Linked DNA regions of Mus musculus: region 2 is linked to region 1. A link is a contact called in public HiChIP or PLAC-seq data. All regions are on one chromosome and are shown on one strand. The core of a region is the stretch at or near the end of the contact, and the rest is flanking DNA. Distances in the headings are between cores, read along the strand shown.

Region 1 (6,729 bases), core at 2,162-4,661:
GGGCTCCTGGCTCTGTCCCCTTCTACCCTGGTTGGGGTTCCAGGGTCCCTCAGAGCCTTAGTTGGATGCTGAGGACACTGTGCGTGTTCTTTGACTGAAGTCTCCTCTTTGATTGCACTGTGCCGCCTTTTTATCTCTTCCCTTCTCCGAGGGTGCCACCAGAAGCCAGGTGACTCCACTAGACTCCTACAGCGCAAAGAGGGTGATGTCGTGCTACCCACGGTTGGCACAAAGGGAACAGAGTTGATACTAAGAGCTGATTTCTTTTTTTTTCCTGACTGCTCATTGTAGGATGGGGAGAGAGAGAGAGAGAGAGGATTGAGAGAGAGGGAGATTGAGAGAGAGAGAGTGTCTGGCATTTCTCCCAAGCATTTCACCCACAAACCGGTTTAGGCCAGTGAGACAGGATGTTCTGCAGAGCAAAGATCATGTGACCGCCCCGTGTGAACAGACAGATGGTGTATCATTAACAAGCTAGCTTCAGGGTTGCATTTCTCTGGCTCCAGGGTGTCAGTGACCCCAGAGATTTAATTAAAAACATAAAAAAATAAATAGTGACAGAGGCCAAAGTTTCATCCTGTTTAGACTCAACATTGTAGTCATTGTGTGTGTGTTGGGGGGTGTGGGTATGTGCTCCTTCTGTTGCAGGGTCTGTGACCTGCCCAAGGGAAACAGGGTTAGTCAGGGGGCATCTGCAGGTTAGCCCCTTGGTGGGTGAGCTTCAAACAGTCACTGTGGCCAGTCACCAGCTCTCTGGCACCCTGTTTCCTAGGGAGACTGAAAGGCTGATTGGAGCTCAGAGACTGCAGAGGACCCAGCTGGTCCACACAGGAGATGGTCAGGATCCCTTTGTGCTAATCGGAAGTATCCAGGTAGGAGAAGAGGCCGTTGTATGTCAGGAGATCCCAGCCTACAGAGGATGCTTTCAGCCCAGCAGAGCCTGGCTCCTCAGCTGCTCTCCAAGCTGTCTGCTGTCAGGTCTTGAGGTTGGGCTCTGGAAGGCTGAAGCTGGAGTTGAGCCCATGAGCATCCTCTAGGCTCACCAGGAGGACATGCTGGCACGGAAACAGGCAGAGGCAGGGAGGCAGAGGGAGGTTGTGTGAGCAGGGTCATGGATTCTCCGCATGACATCTGAGGAAAATCAAATCTAGTCCTTTGGCAGGTACTGGCTTGCAGAGCCCTGTGTGACTGACACATGGGCCTAGACCACCGGCAGCAAGGGGCCAATGGAGTGTCATAAGGAGGAATTCTTTGGATGAGACACAATTAATCTTTTCCAGGTGACAATTCATTTTGTCAACTGAAGTTGCTCTTAAGGGGACACATTGAAAGGTCTTCCTATGTAGCCCAGGCTCCTCCTACCCCATGTTGCTTTAAACACTGATTTAGGATTTATTTGTAGTGTATGTGTGTGAGTATTTTGCTTGCACATAAGCACAGCACCTATGTGCAGGGTCATTGGAGCCCAGAAGAGGTCAGGAGTTACAGATGCTTAAGAGCTGCTGAGTCATGCTGGGAACTGAACCCAGGTCCTCTGGAAGAATGGTAAGTGCTCTCAACTGCTGGCCATCTCTCCAGCTCCTGCTTTCAACTGGGTGTGGAGAGATGCTCCGCAGTCAGGAGCACATGTACACCCAATCATGTGTGCACACACAAATACATATACACCCAATCATATGTGCACACACAGATACATATACACCCAATCATGTGTGCACACACACAGTCACATATACACCCAATCATGTGTGCACACACACAGACACATATACACCCAATCATGTGTGCACACACACAGACACATATACACCCAATCATGTGTGCACACACACAGACACATATACACCCAATCATGTGTGCACACACACGGACACATATACATACAATTTTTTCAAGATTTATTTTTATTTGGTGTGTACGGGTGCTTTGCCTACACACATCCCTGTGCCACATGTGTGCCTGGTGCCTCTTTTGTGGAGGCCAGAAGAGGAGATCAGATGGATCCCCTGGAGCAGGAGTTATAGACAGTTGTGAGCTGCTATGTGGATGCTGGGAATTGAGCTCAGAGAAGAGAAGAGAGGAGAGGGGAGAGGAGAGGAGGAGAGGCCAGTGCTCTTAAGTGGTGGAATATCTCTCCAGCCCTATAAAATTCTTTTAAAAATTAGAATGTATACATTATTGGATACTTACAATATAATGAATATGACATGTAAATATGTGCACATATCATATGAATATATTTTGTTATTACAGAGTGATATGAAGGACTGTCTTTGGAGTCAACCTTTGAAACAAGAGTTAGAGTCATCTCTGACCCTCCCCCCCCCCACCTTAAATAGGGTCCCTTCCTCTGCCGCCACCTCCCCAGCTTGAGGCAACTGTGATCTCAATTAAATTTAGTGTTCAGAGCTGGGCATAGTGGCGCACGCCTTTAATCCCAGCACTTGGGAGGCAGAGGCAGGCGAATTTCTGAGTTCGAGGCCAGCCTGGTCTACAGAGTGAGTTCCAGGATATCCAGGCCTACCCAAAAAAAAATTGTGTTCATCATGTCATTGGTTTTATAAAGGTAACTTTATAATTTCTCCCCAAATGCTCTTGTGTGTGTGTGTGTGTGTGTGTGTGTGTGTGTGTGCGCATAGGCATGCGAAAGAGTGAGCTCCCCTGTGCATGTAAAGGCCTCTTTGAGAGATGGTGTCTCCGTGAACCTGGAGTTCATAATTTTCAATACACTGAATAGCCAGCAGCAAGTCTCCAGGATGTACCGGTCTCTGCCTCCCTGTCACCATGGTTACAGGTGCACACACCACCCCACCACCACCACCACCTGCGCCCCCCCCCCGCCCCTCCCCCCTGCCCCGGCCCCCTTCGGCTTGTACACTGGTTCTGGAGCTCAGGACTTAGGTCCTCACCCAGGCACAGCAAGCACTCTAGTCTGAGCAGTCCGCCACCCTTTTAAGATCCCTTTTAAGTTCACATGCAAGACATACACAAAGAAATGCACAGACCCGAAAGCCCATAGCTTGATGTATTTTGAAATGCTGGTAACCAAGGAACCACGCCCTACTCCAGGAAATCTGCTTTCGTCATCCAGAAAGTCCCTCAATCCCCCACCCCACCAGGATTCCTTAAGGCTCCTCTATTTTGTTTTCTTTGTTCTAGAATTCCATAGAAATTAAGTTACACAATGTTTCCAATTTTCCTCCTCCTCCCTCTCCTCCTCCTCTTCCTCTTTTCTTCCTTACTACCCCTATTTTGTTTTGTGCAGGGGATGGAACCCAGCACCTAATACATGGTCAGCATGTCCTCTGCCACAAAGCTATACCTGCTCAGCACCCCAGCACTCTCATTCCACAGAGCTACACACCCCCAGCACAGGCTCTCACAGACCCCGCCCCCAGCACGCAAGCTCTTACAGACCCCGCCCCCTAGCACACACTCTTACAGACCCCGCCCCCCAGCATATCCACGGCTCACTGCTGGATGTGTGGTGGTCTCTGGGGCTGGAGGAGGAGAATTTTGCTGGAATTAAATTTAGTGTTCAGAGCTGGGCATTATTCTTTATTTGCTCCTGGGCGTTCAGATGGCTTAAAGATGTTTAGGATAGCGTGTTAGTGAATAGCCTTTTGTGGAGATCATTTCTTCCTCATTTCTTCTCTCGCCCTCTCCCCTCCCCTTTCATCTCTTGTTTTGTTTTGAGACAGTGTTTCTCTGTGTAGCCCTGGCTGTCCTGGAACTACAGAAGGAAACATGAGTCACACTCCTTAGACCAGGCTGGCCTCGAACTCAGAGATCTGCCTGCCTCTGCCTTGGGAGTACTGGACTAAAGACATGAGCTGAATGTGATCTTCTGAGGATTCTCCTCGATTCGTTTTTTTCTCTAGGACTAAATTGTGTGTGTGTGTGGGGGGGGAACTAACTTGGTCTTTTTTTTTTCTCCATCCTTTATTTGGGGAACCAGGAGGGACACTTGTGCACCCTGGTATCATTTTCAAGTCAGAGATCTCTCCTTCCGTCTTGTGGGAATCCCAGGGATCTAACTGTCAGACCTGGTGGCCAGCACCTGTGCCAATCCACCTCACCCTGCTGGCTGGAAACCTGTGCTTTTACAAGCAGCCATGCTAACTTACCATTTGTATTATTTCATCTGGATTAATGTGTTAAGAATTGTATTGTGTCTTGTTTGTCTCCCCTCCCCTTTTGATGGTAGGGGGTTGAACCTAGGGTTTCTTGCATGCTAGTCAAACACTTTAGTACAGAGCTACATCCCAATCCTCTTTATTCTTTTGAGGCACTGTCTTGCTAAGTTGCCCAGGCTGGTCTGGAACTCACTGTACAGCCCAGGCAGGAACTGGCTTTTTGCTTTTTTTGTCTCAGTCTCCTGAATGCTGACACCATAGGTGTGACCCACCATGCCTGACAACAATTTTGTCTTCATATCTTTTTATTATATGCTCTTTATCAAGAAAATTTCTTCTGGTCTACTTACTTCTTTTCTTAGTTGAAATGACCAAGATGTTAAACATTTTTATTTTCATTCATTCATTCATTCATTCATTCATTGTGTTTGAGTGTGTGTATGTGTGTGTGTGTGTGTGTGTGTGTGTGCGTGTGTGTGCATGTGCACACATGCTCTACAGTGCCCTTATAGAGGTCACAGGACAACTTACCGGACCGGTTCTAGCCATTCACCACGTGGTCCCCAGGCATGTGACTCTGGCTGACACAGGCTCCTGTGGTAAGAGCTCTTTACCCAATGAGACAGGAGGTTTTATCAGTGCTTCTGTCCTTCATGTCTATTTTTATTTTAATTTTAAAATTACTTTTATTTTAGATTTATTTATTTTGTTTTATGTGTATTAGTGTTTCACCTCTGTCTGTGTACTACATACATACATGCCAGGAGAGGGCACTAGATCCCCTGGAACTAGAGTTATGGGTGCTTGTGGAGTCCCATGTGGTTGCTGGGAATCGAACCTGGGTCCTCTGGAAGAACACTCAGTGCTCTTAATCGCTGAGTCAACCCTGCAGTCCCGTTTGTCAATTCCTGTCTATAAGTCTATGAAGTATTTACTTACAAAGTGCTAGACATTTTAAAGCACATTTAAAATTCTCATGTCCTTTGGAATACTAAAAAGTTTATCACTTAATAGGTAACCTTGGCGGGGTGAGGCAGGGAAGGAGGGAAAGAGAGAGAGAGAGAGAGAGAGAGAGAGAGAGAGAGAGAGAGAGAGAGAGAGAGGGCAGGGAGAGTTACTGTCTTTGCATTGGTAGTTTTCTGGTATTACATTCTTCACCTCCTTCTCGATGGTCCCACAGCCCTCAGCTCTAAGGGCTTAATCCATTTCTAGTGGGTCAGTTATACATACTGTGATGCATACTGTCCTGCCATCAGAGGGGGAATGCTGCAGAGTCTGAGTGGGAAGGTCACCCATCTCTGTGTGTCATCGGAGCAGCTGCTGGCTGCTGGGAATTGGGTGTTGTGGTGGTTTGAATATGCTTAGCTGAGGGAGTGGCTTTATAAGGAGGTGCAGTCTTGGTGGAGTGTGTATGGCCTTGTTGGAGGAAGTGTGTCACTGTGGGAGTGGGCAACGAGACCCTCCTCCTAACTACGTGGGAGCCAGTCTGCTTCTAGGGACCTTTAAAGGGAGATATAGAATTCTCAGCTCCTCCTGCACTATGCCTGGCCTGGACACTGCCATGTTCCCTCCTGCCTTGATGATAATGAACTGAACTTCCAAACCTGTAAGCCAGCCCCAATTAAATGTTGTCCTTATAAAAGCTGCCTTGGTCATGGCCTCTGTAAAAGCCTAAGGAAGACAGATGTCTTAGGCCCTCCCTCAGATGTGCATCTCAAGAAAATGTTCTGTTCCTGCGTAAGTCTAGGGAGCTGCGGTCGTTTGAACAGGCTACGGCCTCTGTAGACTCGTGTGTGTGTGGATGCTTGGCCAGGCATGAGCTACACTGAGTGACCGGAACACACTGGCTTTGTTTTATTCAAACTTTCCCACCAACCTGTCCCGAATGTCAAATCTCCTACAACAGACGATAGTCACTGTATGACAGAACAGGAGGGGATGATCAGGCCATCGTCACAGTATGACAGATTGTGGTAGGGGATGATCAGACCTGATTCTGTGGACCTGAGCTCTAGGGTACTAGTAGAAGATTGTTTGCCTGAGCAGCAAGGCCGCGGTTAGGAGTTAGGCTTGATCTCTCGATCCCAGAAGTGTCTGAGCTTCTGTTTGATCAGCTGGCAGCCAACGTATTTGACATTCCCAAGTGCAGCCAAGATCAAAGCAGCTGCAGTAATGTGCGTCTCTTCAGCGCTCAAGAGTAGAGTAAAAATGTGAAAAATGAGTGTCTATATGAGGGGTTGGAATCTCATTTCCCTTCCTCCACCCTAAGGACAAATCAAAAGCCACGTGACTTCTCAGAGCAGCTGGCCCTGCCTGAGTAACCAGTGACCAGGGATGTAGACAGAGTGGCAGCATCATCCCTGGGGAGGGTGTGGGGTGGGGCCTCTTATAACGAGTCTCTTATCTGTGTTTGACAATTTCCATAATTAAAATATTTAGCAAGGCTGGGCGTCCTATAATCCCAGATATTCACGAGCCAAGGCAGGAGGACTACTAGTCCGAAGCTTGCCTGGGCTACAGAGTGAGTTCTAGGCCAGCCTGAGCAGCTTAGAGAGGTCTTATTTCAAAATAAAAAGTCAATAGTACATACAGC
Region 2 (6,729 bases), core at 1,444-3,943, 84 kb before region 1:
ACTTATTCTTGATTTTTTGTTTTGTTTTGTTTGAAAAAAAATATTTTTTTGCATTTATTTATTGTGTATTTGGGAAGAAGAAGATACAGCCAGCCAGATGTGGTGCCACTTGTCTGTAGAGGGAGGGGCATCTTGAGATCCAGGCTAGCCTGGGCTACACAGCAAGACTGTCTCAAAACAAAACAGAGCAGCAACCTAAGTAACAACAAAAGTGGCCTTGGCCAGAGATGCTTCCTGTCCGTAAGTCACCGTGCGGTGGGTGCCATGCCATCCAGTGGGCCCCACCTACCTTGTACACACTTTCTGGTCGCCTCACCTGCAGAAGTCTCTCCGTTTCATTTGAACTAAAGGATCTGGGACCCTGCACTCAAGGGATTTTGTATTTTGCCACAATTCAAACGTAGAGATGAAGTAGGGTTGAGCCGTAAAGAAGAGAGTCAGCTCTTCCTCACAGGTGGTTGGCGCTAAAAGTGGGAGGAAGGATCCTCAAATGGCTTAGCTCTTAGAAGTGTGAGCCAGAGAAATTCTGGGAGACATTTTAGGCCAGCCACCGTGAGCCTGTTCAGGCCTTGGGGCAGGCCTTGTGAGGCTACGCATATTAATCCTTTCACCACCTCCAAAAGTATTAATATCAGTAAGTATTAATATCACCATTTCCCAGATGCATAAATAGGCTGTCTGAGGTCAAGCAACTGGTCCAGGGTTGCTGGAGTGGCCTGCCCGATTTCAAAGCTGTGCGCTTTTGCGAGTCCCCACAATTACTTAGAAGCAGCATCTGTTGCTACAGAAGACCACTGTTGGATCTAGAAGAATCTTTCAGGGACCTCTGTCATCTTCTGGAGCAGACTTCTTTGTTGTTCTGGTGTCTCCCGGCCCTGTAAGCGTCCCCTTTGGACATGGCCGCCTGTTACTTCAGAAGATGCCACAAAGGCCTGGCTCAGCGTAGGTTGTCTGGCAAATTGCAATTCCAGCTTTATCTTGGGGTCTCCAGGGAGAAGGCAGACAAAGCCTCCTTCTCTGGTCTAACCTGACTAAGTCAGACTCTGCGAGTGGAGGCCGCTGCCAGCGTTGGGGGAGGTCCACGTTCTGTCTTGGAGACCCTGGGGCCTGTTGTTCCTGCGGCTTCCAGTATGAGCTTTTCAGGTGCTGCCTTCTGCTGCCTCCAGGGTACTTAATTTGGTGAGTTTGGTAGTTTTCAAAGGTTTTTATTACTTAAGTATCCATCAGCTAGTTCATAAACGAGTGAGCCGTTGACAGGTTATTTTTTTTATAACTTTTTATAGAAGTGTAATTCAGGAAAGGTAAAGATCTATTTACTGTTCACTGAGCTGCCTGACCTGGCGTTAAATAGTCCTCTACAGTGGGTATTTGTAATTGTTTCCTTTAGATGGAATCTGAAAACTGAACTAATGACGTATGGAGCCAAAAGCACAGCTAAGAGAGTAATTCCCAAGCTCGATGTTTTATGTGTGCAAGCTAAGTGGATTTTCTCCATACTTCACGGAAGAAGTAAGGCGACCACCGGAGCGCTAAAGAGGAGGTCCTTTGGTATTTGAATTATTTCACTGAAATAAGATCAGGCTCGAAAAACCTCTTTAAAACTAAGGTGATGTTTCCAGAAATAAAGATCACATAGTGGTTGCCTGAAACTGAGTCTGAATTCTTTGGCTCTTCATAAATCCAGATCTAAACGAGGTCTCATGGTGTGTGCATGCACCCCACCACTAATGAGGCTGAGGCAGGAGGATTGTGAGTTGGAAGACTTCCTGGATATGTTCTCTCCAAAGGCAAAGGGCTGGAGTGCCCAAAGTTCTGAGTTCCATCCCGGCAAGGAAACAGGAAATGAAATCTACAGGTATTTTGAATATGGAAAGGCTTCTCTAATTTGTTTACTTTGAGGGAATTTAGTGGTTAAAAGTCATTCCAGATGTTCTCAGCTGGAGGAGAGAGATCGGCAAGGAGAAACTTGCCCCTTAAGAACCTAAGTGTGGGGTGGGCACCTTCGTGGGGTGGGGTGGCTAGAGAGATGGCTCAGTGGTTGAGAGCACGGACTTCTTTTCCAGAGGTTCTGAGTTCAATTCCTGGCTGAAGAGGGATTTACTCTGACACTCCTGTGAATGTGGCGGAATCCCTTTCCCTAGGACAGTTGTCTCTTGTGACCTGACTGGCCTGTAGCTAATTGGTGATTAAGGCCTTGAACGCAAGCCACGAAATGGCTTCATCTGTCCCTTCCTCCACCCGTCAGCTTTGCCCTTGCGCTGTTCTGGGTCTCAGACTTCCCTCTCTCTAATCCAGGTTTTGTCACGCTGCCCACGGTGATTCTTTGGACAGCAGTCCTCCACCGTGTCAAATCCTTCCTGTTCTGCCTGTTCAAATCCTCCCAACATCACTTCTCAAAGTGACAGAAAGACAGGATGAAGCACTGCCACAGAATAAAACAAGATCTAACCCAGGGCCCTGCCTTCCTAGGTATCCGAGCCTCAGGGACCAACCATTATACCCGGGTCTGGGCTTTCCCTTCACAATCCAGCCCTACTACCCTCCTGCCCAGGGGATATTTGCCACCACCGCCTCCCCAGTTACCCTTCCCTGGGGCTACTTCCCTCTCCTGCCTTTTCTCAGCTTCCGGTCCACCCAGCTCCTATGCACTGCAGTCTCAATCCACAGGATCTACTTTATTGACATTGTCTTCCCTACTTGTGTCTAAGGATTGGGGTTTCCTGCCAGTGCCTCGCCACAGGCAACGGGCCCAAGGACTTGTGATGCCCAGGTCCCTGATTTTGCTACTTTGTTTTAAATCTAACTCTTTCTTGAGTTATTTCCTTGGGATAAATCAATCAAAGTAAAATGATCAGATCAAAGGAAGCGATTAAATCTTTGGGCACTAATTGCTGGTTGGCCAGCCAGATCAATTGCTCTAATTTACACTTCCAAGGGTTCCATTCTTCTCCACATTTCTCTGTCAGTGAGTGTCTGGTTTTATTTCAAACCTCTTTCTTTAAACTTCACAAGGAAAGAGAGAACAAGGGAGGGAGGGGAGGGTCAGAGAGAACACCAAAGCAGAAAGCACGCAGTCCTCTTAGTTGTATGTCTCTGAGCGATTAGTTTTATAACAGTCTGTTGGGACTCCACTGTTTTTTGATCAGAAGAATTTAATACCTGAAATCCCACCCACCCCACCCCCCTCCGTAAGTTTCAATTGCATGAAGCACACATGATTAAGGAAAACCACAGGACTGTAAACTCCAGAGCCTGAGGATCTTCTTTTAAAAGGGGCAGCAGGCTAGGGGAACAGCCCAGTGGGTGAACTGCTTGTTGTACCAACACAGAGACCCAAGTCGAGATCCTCAGGACCACGTGACCCCCCCCCCCCATCCTACCCTACCACCCCAAGCATGGTGACACAGGCCTGCAGTCCCCAGTGCTGGGGTGTGGAGACAGGAGGATGCAGCAGGAGGGGGTGGGGACAATTGGCAACCTCCAGATTGAGTGAGAGAGGCCTGTGTCTTAAAAACAAGATGGGGAACAGTGGGTGAGGGCCCCTAGTGTCGATGTGTACTCTCTACCCTTGAACATACAGGCACAGGAATCTTGAAGCACACATACACACATGCATGTTGCATGTACACATGTACACATGCTGGTCACTTAAAACAAAGAAGAAAAGGACAACAGGGTTACCGACAATTGGAATCAGACCCTCTGTCTGGACCTTGGTATTTTCATCTACTGGATGGGAGTCTGTAGAATTTCAGTAGCAACAGAGGGACCGGGGTCATTTAAGAGATATCCAATACACTGTGTAAACAAACTCACGTGAGGACAGAGAAATGATTGATTAAGCGCTATTAAATCAGCCCCACCCCCCACCCCCTTTCTTTTTAAATCCAGCAAAAGTAAAGAAGAACCTTTAGGATTAGCAAACAGCTTTTCAGCGAAGGGCAGCGATGTTCCACGTCAGCTCACTCAGGCCCGACATGATTCGGCCCAAATTGATGGATGGCGTGCAGGGTTATCTACAGCAGTTAGTCAGGGTGATTTTCCACTGAAGGTGGACTCTGAGGACCTGCAGGCAGGAAGGGGTTAAGCCAGGTGCAGAGTGAGCTGCAGACAAGGCCAGGGCTCATTAGAAATCTGGTATTTCAGGTTGGACTGGCCTTTGGGAACGGCTGCTCCTTTGTTCAGGGGCAAACACACTTTAGATCTGGCTGCACTCTCAATGGTGACTTGTGGAAAACAGAGGCTTTTCCAGCTTTAGAGAGTGAGGCCGGGCCTCTGAGCAGAGTTTACAAATCCCAGACACCAATGCCAGGGTTCCTCAAAGCTACATTGTCCTGTGTAATTATAGTCACCAAAGAGGTGGCTGAAGTAGCCTGCCGCTGTCAGGAGACTGTTCAGGGCTTGCTGTCTGCAGAGCTTCACACGTTTGCCTGTCTGCTATTCTTATATTTATTCCCTTTCCAGGTCCTGTGAGATCAATGCTAACCAATGCAAGGATGAGGTGGACGTTGCTTTTCCCTCCTCCGCTTTAATGCTTTGAAATTCACTTATTTATGTTTCCCGAACCTCGACACCCAACACCACTGGGTTGAGAATTCCGGCATGTGGAGAGCTTTCCTTCAAAAGTTGCTTCACGTTACCTGTGACTAATTGCTTAAATAAAAACACAGAAAGCAAAACAGCACTTGTTCCTCCTCTCCAGGGGCACACTCTGTCCCAGCCCAGATAAGACAGGGGTGGGTGGCCTGCTTCCTTCCTACTTTTATCCTCTCTTTCCATCAAAACCGGAACTGCAGGTCACCTGGCCAGTCCTAATCTCTACTGTGCTCAGAGCGGTTCCTTGTGGATGGAACTAACCAGGAATGTCGCCAGGAGCACCTACCTTTCATTGACTTGGACATTGTTCTGGAAATGTCCCTGAGTTGAAATTTGCTCTGGAGCCAACTCCTGGGTGTTGAGGTGTGTCTCCTCCCACGGCCAGTTCCTCAACCAAGCCTCAGGAATAAACTGAAATTAGACTAGCTCATGCGAAGTAAGACATTTTATTAGATTCCTAAGTCTTGCAGAGTACACACATATATACACACATACATACACATGCATACATACATACATGCACACATATACATACATATACACATATACATGCATACATACATAATACATGCACACATATACATATACATGCATACACACGTATACACATATACATGCATACACACATATACACATGCATACATACATACATACATGCACACATATACATACACATGCATGCACACGTATACACATACATGCATACATACATGCACACATATACGTACATATATACACCAGTATAAGGCTCAACGTAGCTCAGGCTTTCTGGAGCTAAACAAAGGGACAAGGGTGTGGCTTCTGGGGTAAGGGGAGCAGACATGGAGGTTCACTTGGGGTGCAGTGAGGTTCCCCAGTGACAATCATCTGGGTCCTGTCTGTCTAGGCGTGGGGCAGCGGACTCTGCCTGTGTCCTGGCTTCACAGAGACAGGTGTAATATTTTTACAAGAGAACAGCTTTCAGTCCCTCCTGCCCCTGTGGCTTCTCTGGAAAAAGGGCCGGAAGCAAGATGAGGAAGTGTGTTTGTGGGAAGGGCGTCCTGCGGGGAAGCACATTTTCATCTCCCTACTCACAAAGCAGGAGAAGAACAAAGTCAATAAGAGAAAGAACTGGTCGGGAAGGAGGGAGAGGGGAGACTGAGAGACAGCGATTGTAAATTAAAAGAGGAATTTGCCGTTTCATGGAGAGGGCCATTCACAGACATCCGAGGACCCACCAGCCGACTCAGCTCTTCTCTTTGTTGCTTAGAATTGCAGGTTGCTGTGTGAGCCCATTCTGCCCCTCATGAGGTGGTGGGGTGTGGGGGTGGGGGAGGGGCTCTCATCATTGTCTAGGTGCTTGGATAACTTAATCACCGAAGTTTGAGGAAAAGAATTCCCGAGACATAGATGACGCCCAAGTGAGAGCGCCCGCACATGTACACACACACACACACACACACACACACACACACACACACACACACTGACCTTCTGACCTTCTAAGCTGCTCCCCTCCGTGCCTGCCTTCAATTCTCTGAGGAGAACCAGAGCTGAGGAATGCCGGTCTGAGGACTGTGCATCGTGGTACAGCTCAGAGGTACAGCGCCCCGACAGACGTACGCAGACATCTTCGAAGTCACGCTCTCCTGTGACCTTAGCTTGATGCTCTTACCTTCTAGAAGCTTCTGTCACGGTGATGTGACAGCCTTGGTGCTGCCCTACTACGCTTCAGTCAGCTGGGGAGCTGCAGCTCCGATCTCCAAATCCCTATCTCACCCTGGTCAACTATACTGGTCTCAAATGCTGTGACTTCACAGTGACCTTCTCTGACCCCTGGACCAGACAAGTGTCCTTGGGATATGTTCCCTGGACATACATCTTTCCTAACACCTGCCATCCCCAATGCCCCCTTAATATCAGCTGGACTGTGAACTGCTGGGCCCTCCAGGGCAGTGGTCCTCTGAGAGAGGCCAGAAGCATGTTGACTAGAAAGAGCTGTCACCACCTATCCCCAGTATAACATTCTCCTAGTCACCTAGGTATGGACCCCAGTCTGTGCTAAGGTCTTCCATACAGGCTGGAGACACTGCACTGACCAACACAGCAAAAACTGCCTTCCCATTTCCGATTCTAACAAGGAGAGGCCAGCAG

Evidence for each region. HiChIP or PLAC-seq counts read pairs in DNA pulled down with a chosen protein or histone mark.
Region 2: an H3K27ac HiChIP or PLAC-seq map of embryonic stem cells shows a contact between it and region 1, with 6 read pairs. The contact joins two enhancer-like sites. A contact is called at or near these places in 4 of 484 Hi-C or Micro-C datasets (bone marrow-derived macrophages, epidermal suprabasal cells, nephron progenitors and 1 more), 5 of 115 datasets of contacts at active chromatin or transcription factors (bone marrow-derived macrophages, embryonic stem cells, pancreatic cancer cells and 1 more) and 1 of 9 other capture datasets (embryonic stem cells).

What each region holds. Positions count from the first base shown.
Region 1 is chr4:150,739,968-150,746,696 of GRCm38.p6, reverse strand. No RefSeq gene overlaps it. Among named protein-coding and RNA genes, the nearest start is that of Gm36600, 38 kb to the right of the region's middle. Within about 2 kb of position 3,411, at least 32 of the 459 cell types and tissues checked have an H3K27ac peak or open chromatin away from gene starts, as enhancers often do. A contact at or near this core is called in embryonic stem cells, where this site is marked.
Region 2 is chr4:150,823,140-150,829,868 of GRCm38.p6, reverse strand. 1700045H11Rik (RIKEN cDNA 1700045H11 gene) reads left to right here. Exons shown (of 4, transcript NR_040649.1): 4 at 1,388-1,644. Among named protein-coding and RNA genes, the nearest start is that of Gm42356, 19 kb to the right of the region's middle. Within about 2 kb of position 2,693, at least 10 of the 459 cell types and tissues checked have an H3K27ac peak or open chromatin away from gene starts, as enhancers often do. A contact at or near this core is called in embryonic stem cells, where this site is marked.